Linked DNA regions of Bactrocera dorsalis: region 2 is linked to region 1. Evidence: chromatin contacts called from public Hi-C data. All regions are on one chromosome and are shown on one strand. The core of a region is the stretch at or near the end of the contact, and the rest is flanking DNA. Distances in the headings are between cores, read along the strand shown. Region 1 holds the start of LOC105230821 (odorant receptor 22c). Region 2 overlaps LOC105230770 (cryptochrome-2).

Evidence for each region. Hi-C and Micro-C count contacts between places; a contact is called where the count stands out from the background.
Region 2: a Hi-C map of whole body shows a contact between it and region 1, with 2.8 times the contacts expected there. The contact joins the enhancer-like site here to the promoter of LOC105230821 in region 1. A contact is called at or near these places in 2 of 2 Hi-C or Micro-C datasets (both in whole body).

What each region holds. Positions count from the first base shown.
Region 1 is chr1:111,489,207-111,493,167 of ASM2337382v1, reverse strand. LOC105230821 (odorant receptor 22c) reads right to left here and starts at 1,849. Exons shown (of 7, transcript XM_049449591.1): 1 at 1,382-1,849; 2 at 401-584. The coding sequence starts at 1,721.
Region 2 is chr1:111,712,425-111,716,385 of ASM2337382v1, reverse strand. All of the region lies in intron 3 of LOC105230770 (cryptochrome-2), which reads left to right. Among protein-coding and RNA genes, the nearest start is that of LOC105230769, 18 kb to the left of the region's middle. Within about 2 kb of position 2,220, the one cell type or tissue checked has open chromatin away from gene starts, as enhancers often do.

The sequences.
Region 1 (3,961 bases), core at 600-3,099:
TCCAGAATTCATTATTTTCTGTAGTTTTCACAGAATCAAAAATTATTCCGAACCCGCGATCGGCACTACCAACTTAAACCTCTGCTGGCATGGTCATTCCAAGTCACTAATTGGTCAGCCCAACATTTTTCTATAACAAGCAAGTAGTGATATTTCCATCTGTAGTATAAAAAATTTACGCTAATGCCACAACTTCTCAACTCTTCGCACTATGCGGCCCGCATTGTACTGGCTGCGGTCAAGGATAAGCCCTTAAGCTAAAAGAACTCTCACTTTTCTATATTCCTACAGCTTTATAAGCCTGAAAATAACTTTGCAATTAAGATTTAATGCTCAGCGCGAGTTGCAACAGAAACGGAGTGCGAAAAATACTACCAAAATAATGCATAAGCTCACTTACATAACATTGAAGGGCAATAACAGCTCGACTTCCAGCGACTGCCACTTGTAGTAGCCCATTTTCAGCAGCGGCAAAATGTTGAAAAATGTATTCGTTAGCGAACCAGATAAGAGCAGCACAAAGGACAACGCGGAACCAAACGAGGCCAGTGGCTCCACGATGCGGCGCTTTTCGGCGCTGGTGTCTGCGGTAGTGCGAAGTAACAAATGTGGAATAGAAAAGTTACACAAAAACAACAATTGCTGCGGAGGCACTACGCCAAAATTAGGGCACATATGCACACGAATATTTGGATTTTACGACAAAACTTGCAGGCTGCGATGTGCATATGTAAAGGGTGGTTCATAAGGTGAGTTTTATCATTTCGGAACTCAAGCGAAAGAATTGGTCGCTCTTGGTATCCCTCAAATAAAAATCTTCAGCCGAATCAGTGGTATAACACCATATTTTACTGAAATTTAAGATGGTCCGAGTCCATGTTTTCGATTTCCGACCAAGAAACATATATTAAGCCTCTATCAACCATGGAACTGAACCTAACCTATAGGTTATTAAATTTTGGCCGAGGATACCACGACTCCAATCCTTTTCATTCAGAGTCCACGTTTTCGATTTCCATCAAATAAACATATATCAAACGTCTATGAGCCATGGAACTCAACCTCACTTAAGGGTTAGGCTCAGGTCAAAGGCTAAGCTACGGCAGAAACATTCGCACAAAGACGGAGACCGAAAATGTGCTTGACTCACTTAACAGTCTCGCTAACTTACTGCCCAAACCAGCACCCACAGTCGGAACCTCGTTTCGACAAAAAAACTCACTTTAATGGAAGCACATTCCTTATGAATCTTTTAAAAAGTTGTTCAGCTTCGCCGTTGAATTTTTATCAATATTCTCAGAGCCCGTAAAAATCAAATGATTAAAACACACATTAAGAACCACCCTTTACGCGTTAGGGCATTACGGCCCGCAGCACTTACCTAGCAACAACAATTGGTGCATACTATTAATCACATATTGCCAACGCTTGTGGCGCCCAAAAAATATGGTCATCTTCAATAGTGAAATGACCTTGGTAATTCCCGGACAGAAAGCCTCGAGCGCGCTAAAAAGATCGTACAAATAAACGAAACCGTAGGAAACCTCACCGAAACCGCCGACGGCCACGGCAAAGGTATTCACGTAGAAACGCAACGCAGTTAGCCATGAACGATGCCGATTAGTTGATTGTGGCCAAAAACCGGCGACGCGAGCCGAAAAGCGCGGAATGCGAAAGAAGCTGCGTTCGATGGGCACCTGTGGACCCAACAGACGGCGCATCTTATGACAGCTGAACAGCTAACGGCGGCGTACAAAGTGGTATGCTAATTTCAAGGCAACAACGAGTGTGTGTCAGCAGCAATGCGTAGCTTTTAACGCTCGAAATGCGTGGACACGAATGTTGCTAACCGAATTGGCGCCATTTATTTTATAGCATCGTACCGTAATTAGGTGAAAGCAGCATTAGCTGATGTTACATGCATGGGTTACGCCCACAGGCTATAATTACTAAACACATCTACATGCTATTTATAACTATATAACTACGCACATGCGCGTGTGTTTATGTGGCTAATAATCATAGTGCATGCCAGAAAGTTGTGTAACTTCTAATGTAGTTGGCCACCCGAATTTTAAATTCATAACAATGCATTCAAAATCATAAAAATATTTAATTCAAAATTCGTAATTTCCATTTAGCGGTGAAACTTTTAATTACAAAAACTGAGAAAAAGTTCATAAACATTTACAGGGTTCAGAGGGGGCAGCTTTTAGGTTGTATGTGATAGTCGTGTGTGGTGGTCGCGAAGGCTACGATTAGGAGGGCTACTTATAACCCTAAAAGAAGTGAGAGAAACTCACAGCGCTACACCAACTGAACAGTTTAGAGCTTAACTAAATACGAGTTGCTCTAATTGAATACACATTTTCATAGGAGATCTGATTTAGTAGACGGATTCTAGCGTCCACGAACATTTTATTTCGTTAGAAGACGAAAAACTCAATAAAGTTAAGAAACTTTTCATGAGAACATATTGATGGCCGATATTGTAGAAAATCCGGAATTCTAAGTATGCCGGACTTTCCTGTGTTTTTGAATAAAATGTAATAGGCTTCTACGAGTATAGTTTTTCAGTCTTAGATCAAATTTTCATACGCATTCTGTAACTCTGTACATAAAGAAGAATGCTGCATTCAAGCAAAATTTTAATTTTTGAAAATTTTTTTTTGCTTTCGGTAATATTTTCCCTTCATGCCCGTTTTCGATCCTTTGGAGAATGTATATCGCGCGTTTTGCTCAACTCAAGGCCAACATAATCGGTATACTCGGTATACTGAGCGAACTATTCAACCGAATATACCACAGTGAAGAAAATATAGTAATCATAGTTGAGAGTGTACACGAAGACTGTGGAGAATTGGTTTGGTGCCGTTCTTACCAGATCGTACTAACGTTATTCACGGTTGTGGCCAATCGATTGGTCCCCAAGATCATAAGATACCACACCGTTAGACTTTTTCTTATGGGGATTTGTAAAATCGAAATCCTATGCAGACAATCCCGCTTCGATTCAGGCTTTGGAATTGAATCGAAAATTGGGCTCAACGGATGGACCATCTGAGACGTAGCCGCGGCCAATATTTGAAAAAGATTATCTTCAAAAAATAAATGCTAAAGAATGTTCTTTCGAATTATGATAAGCATTCTCCATTAAATTTGAAGTCTCTGTGTTGTTCCTTTAAAAAAGTAAGGAACCTCGAAAAGTATTTCCTTTATAAAATCAAGTAGAAAGAAGTCCAATAAATGGCTTTAGTAATAGGTATCTGGCGCGAGCAGGCAAATATTTCGTATTTGAACTTCACAGACAGTTTTGAAATGCTTGACCCAGTTTTGTTGGGGCAGATGTCAAAGATGAACACCAGCAAATTATAGTTTTTTTTTCGAAAACGCAACAGACGGCTAAAAATATAGTGTTTATGGTCCTGAGACAGCAGGCCAATTGTCGAATATATCGATAAAATAATGGAAATCGTCTGACCGTCATTTAAATCTTACTGGTGATAAGAAGTAGATCACTTACGACAAATTCAAGCGAAAACTGTCGAAAACGTTGGCCGAGTCAGGATTGACGACCAGGAAGGTTTTCTTATGTTTTTGGTGCAATTGGTAAGGAATCGTCTATTATGAGCAGCTCTCGTAGGCTCAAAATCGTAATTTGGACCTATGTTTGTATACTGTCGATTATTCGACCGTCTGTCAAAAGCTCCGTCAGGATCAATAAGGATCTCTTCGTGGCGTTCGATACCAAACTAGGTTTCAAACAAGGCAACTCTCTTTCAAGCGACTTCTTCAATCTACTCTTGGAGAAAATAATTCCAGCTGCAGAACTAAATAGAGAAGGTACAATCTTCTATAAGAACAAATCAATCCTCCAGAAGCGCCCAGCTTCAGCCAACAGGAAAGGAATTGTTTTTCATTGTTACAGTGATTCGCCAACAGCTCCGAGAGTTTTGTATAA
Region 2 (3,961 bases), core at 971-3,470, 220 kb before region 1:
CTATAGCTTTTTGTTGTTGTTGTTGCCCGTTTGCAATTTGTACGGTTAAGCATTTCCAGCTCTTCATTTGCTTTGGTTTAAAATTTTGACTGAGTGTGCTAGTTGTTGTTGTTGTCGTCATTATTATCACCTTTCTACTCGCCATGTGTTGTCTACTCGTATGCTTTAAGCATCGTCTACCGCATATTCTGGTTTTGGTAATCCTTTGATGCTAGAAAAGTGCAATTTACCATTCAACCAATTTGCGGCATATATTTTGTTGCACAGTGTAAAGCTGCTTAGACTCTGTGTCATTAGTTGGAAAATTTTTCGGTTGACTGTGTGGTGATGAATCTGAAAGAGCGATGTTAGGAGCATGATTGGGGTGAATACTAAAATCTTACTTTTAATTGCTTTCACTTTACTGGTACCGAAATAACGGGATTTGGAAGTTGTGAACTAAAAATGCTGTCAGGCTAGCAAAATGCAAATGTTTGGTGGTGGCTACATGTATCTGAGTGTATCGTATAGTTTGAAAAGATAATTATATACATATGTATCTCGGATTTGGCCGGTCGGAAGAAATTCGGAGTGCACCACACCTCGATAATCGAAGAAAACTGACAATAATCTTGATTTTTGACGTGGTTTTTTCGGCTTCGGCTCACCTTTGCCACGATATTCGGGCGACTGATTGTCTGTTTCAGAGCCGTAAGCATATATCCTACACTCATCGTCAGTAATAATGCGTTTCAAGACATTAACGTGACGCCGGTTTTCGAAAAAATTGAGTGATTTTGGAACCAATCGTGCTTTTAAGAAAAGCTTAGACCCAAATATTCTTTCAAATTGGTTTTCACTGCTCCTTCCGATATTGCAACGATGCCAGTAAGATCTCCGACTATTAAAAGTCGATTCTCAGGCACCAAATCCTTTATTTCATTGACGTGTTGATCATCATTTGATATTGACAAGTTTTGCCTCGAGATAGCTGTGAAAGCACCACCGAAGTCTAGAAGCTTTAGTGTTAGCCCACTAAGATATGAACTCCGAAGAAAGAATTAAAATATAACGAAAAGCGCATTTGAAGTGAACGCCTTGTTGGAGAAGTTTATCCAAAACCCAAGTCGTTACTCTGTTTTTCTAGTAAAGCAGTTTGGCCTCAAATCCCGGCAATTTATGTATCATATATTATAATAAACATTGAGTCGTAGTAAGAATTACGTAAAAGGCAGGGTATCTTTGCAACCATACTCATTTAGGAGACAGCCCCAAGTCTATCGGGTTGATACTGTGGGTCTCAGAAGATAGCAAGTCGCGGGTGACCAGTTCAGGAAAGGCACATAGCAATCACCCAAGAAATATTGTAGCAGTATGCTAGAATTTTATATATGTGGTAGAGGTCACAGTTTTCTTCTTTGAGCTTCAAGGAAATCATACAAAAAAATGCCAAGTAAAATGGTTCGGTGGTTCAGAGACTTATTGCTTACTGGTCTACTCTGGACTTCTGATAGATGAGCTTATAAGAGTTTTCTAATAATTATGAACCAATAGTTCAATGGGAAGTAACGTTCCTTGCTTTCGGTAGGGTAATTTTAAACTCATAACAACTTTTCGACTGGAACCAAGGGCGAAACGTCTACTGAAGTTCGGTTGTGGACTTATGTTTTAGTACTTTGCGCTTTGTAAGCTCAGTTGAAGGGCAAGCGACCTCTCAATGATTTAATATTGTTCAGCGGTTTTGATTTTTGCCTGGCCACTTAATAAATAATCGCGCCGTCCTTCGCTACAGCTCAAGTGAGCCATCCGAGCAAACGTAAATCTCTTTAGAATTGCGATGCATTTTTGTAAAGAAAACAATTTCCAAAAATTTAATAACACTAAAAGCTTCATTTATCTTAAACGTCCATCCGCGATAGCACAAGTGTCTTTCGCTGACCCAGTGCTCCTCACTCTTCGCACCTCAAACCCTCGTTTACACAAAGTAGTTGGGCGCTGCTCGACTAGTGTATGTATGTACGTTGACGTAGATCAGCACTTACGTTGATTTGCTCAATGCACACAATGCACCCTGTTGTACAACAACACCAATAACTGAACAAGAATTGGTCACATGCGAGCTGCAACAACGTCTTCTTGTAAGCTGCCGAACAAATTGGTCTCTTGCGGTGGTTAACGGCACGCATACAGAACTGAGTATCTTGCCGCTGCTTGCAACGGTACTTGTGGCAAGAACATTCAAGTATGCACTATTGACATTTCAGCAGCCCTCTCTGCCAATTCGTCGTCACACCAGGTATTATGTTGAACCCAACAATCGACGTTCGGCTATTTGTTGTGCTCGCATTGTCTGCTGCCTGTCAGCGCCTGTATGTGCTCTGTGTCTGTGTGTGCGTGTGCGTCGAACATGTGTTTACGTCGTCATTTCCACTCGACACCTTTTCTACTCGCTCAGCTTGCAACATTCTCCGTTTGGCTGTCGGTGCAACAATGCAGCATTCACCAGACTTTGTTGGCTCGTTGCTTATTGCATTGGAATTGCTTAATTTGGCGCATGATTTAGCTAATACCCGCTGATGCTGAAGCTTAAGCAGCTATTGACGTTATACAATACACCAACTCGGCGTGTGGCACGGCGAAAGACTTGTTTGTTATGGGTCTGATTTGCAACCAAGCGGCTAATATTCGCTTGAACAGTTTATTTTTTAGCGTTTAAACGAAGTGAGCGAGAACGCGTTAAGTTCTTAATGTGTTAAGGAAAAGCTACATTGACTTTGATAACTCAGCCTTTGTGGGAAATTTTTACTCTTTGAAGATTTTCGTTATGTTTCCCTATGTACAGTGAAAAGTGGTATTAGATTTTGTTGCTTGAGGAATTTAGATCTCGACCTGTTAGTATCCTGGGTCGCCAAACCTTTCCAGTATTTTTGGCTGACCTTCTCCTATTTGTGATACAAATTAACTCATTTGTCCAGTCTTTCACAGTTGCTTAGAGGTAAAGGGTTCCTAATGAAGTTTGTCGTAGAAAATCTTTTGTTGCCGGTCGTGAACTTACTCACTACACGATGAATGAGTGTATTAAACATATTCGTAAATTCTGTAGGTTCCCACTGACCTGGGGAGAATCTGTGTTCAAATTAAGTAACTAATATCTGGTCGGCAGAGCTTCAAACTTGGTGCACAAGTCATTCGAAGATTAAATTTCAAGATGCACTAATGGTTCGAAGATTAGCTGAAAATTATATTGAACTGGTAATTTATAGCTATGAGGAATGTGGCTCAGATCACAGTCCTTCACCTGGTATTCGCTTGTGATTGCTTCTTCTTCTCCTTTATTGACGTAGACACCTCTTACGCGATTATAGCCAAGTTTACAACAGCGCGCCAGTCGTTCTTCCTTTTCGCTAGTTGGCGCCAATTGGGGATTCCAAGTGTAGTCAGGTCCTTTTCCACCTGTTCTTTCCAACGGAGTAGAGGTCTTCATCTGCTTCCCTCGGCGGGTCCTGCTTCAAATACTCTTAGAGATAGATTGTTTTCATCCCTACGGACAACATGACTTAGCCAGCTTAACCGCTGTCTCTTAATTCGCTGAACTAAGTCAATGTCGTCGTATAGCTCTTACCTTATCGTTCCATCGGATGCAATATTCGCCGTTGCTAATGCGCAAAAGACCATACATCTTTCGCAGAACCCCTCTCTCGAAAACTCGTATCGTCGACTTATCAGATGTTGTCATCGGCCATGCCTCTGCACCATCTAGCAGGACGGGAATAATGAAGGACTTATAGAGTTTTGGGTTTGTTCGCCGAGAGAGGAAGCCCTTGCATACAATAAAAAGTGTAACGAATGTGTGACCAGCTCAGAATTGACTCATGGTTTCGAATGATCCAGATCCAAATAAATATTTACAATCCTTAAATGCCTTAAAGCTTTAATGTATCCAAACCAGACAGATAATTCAGGTCTTCAAACATTAAGTCGA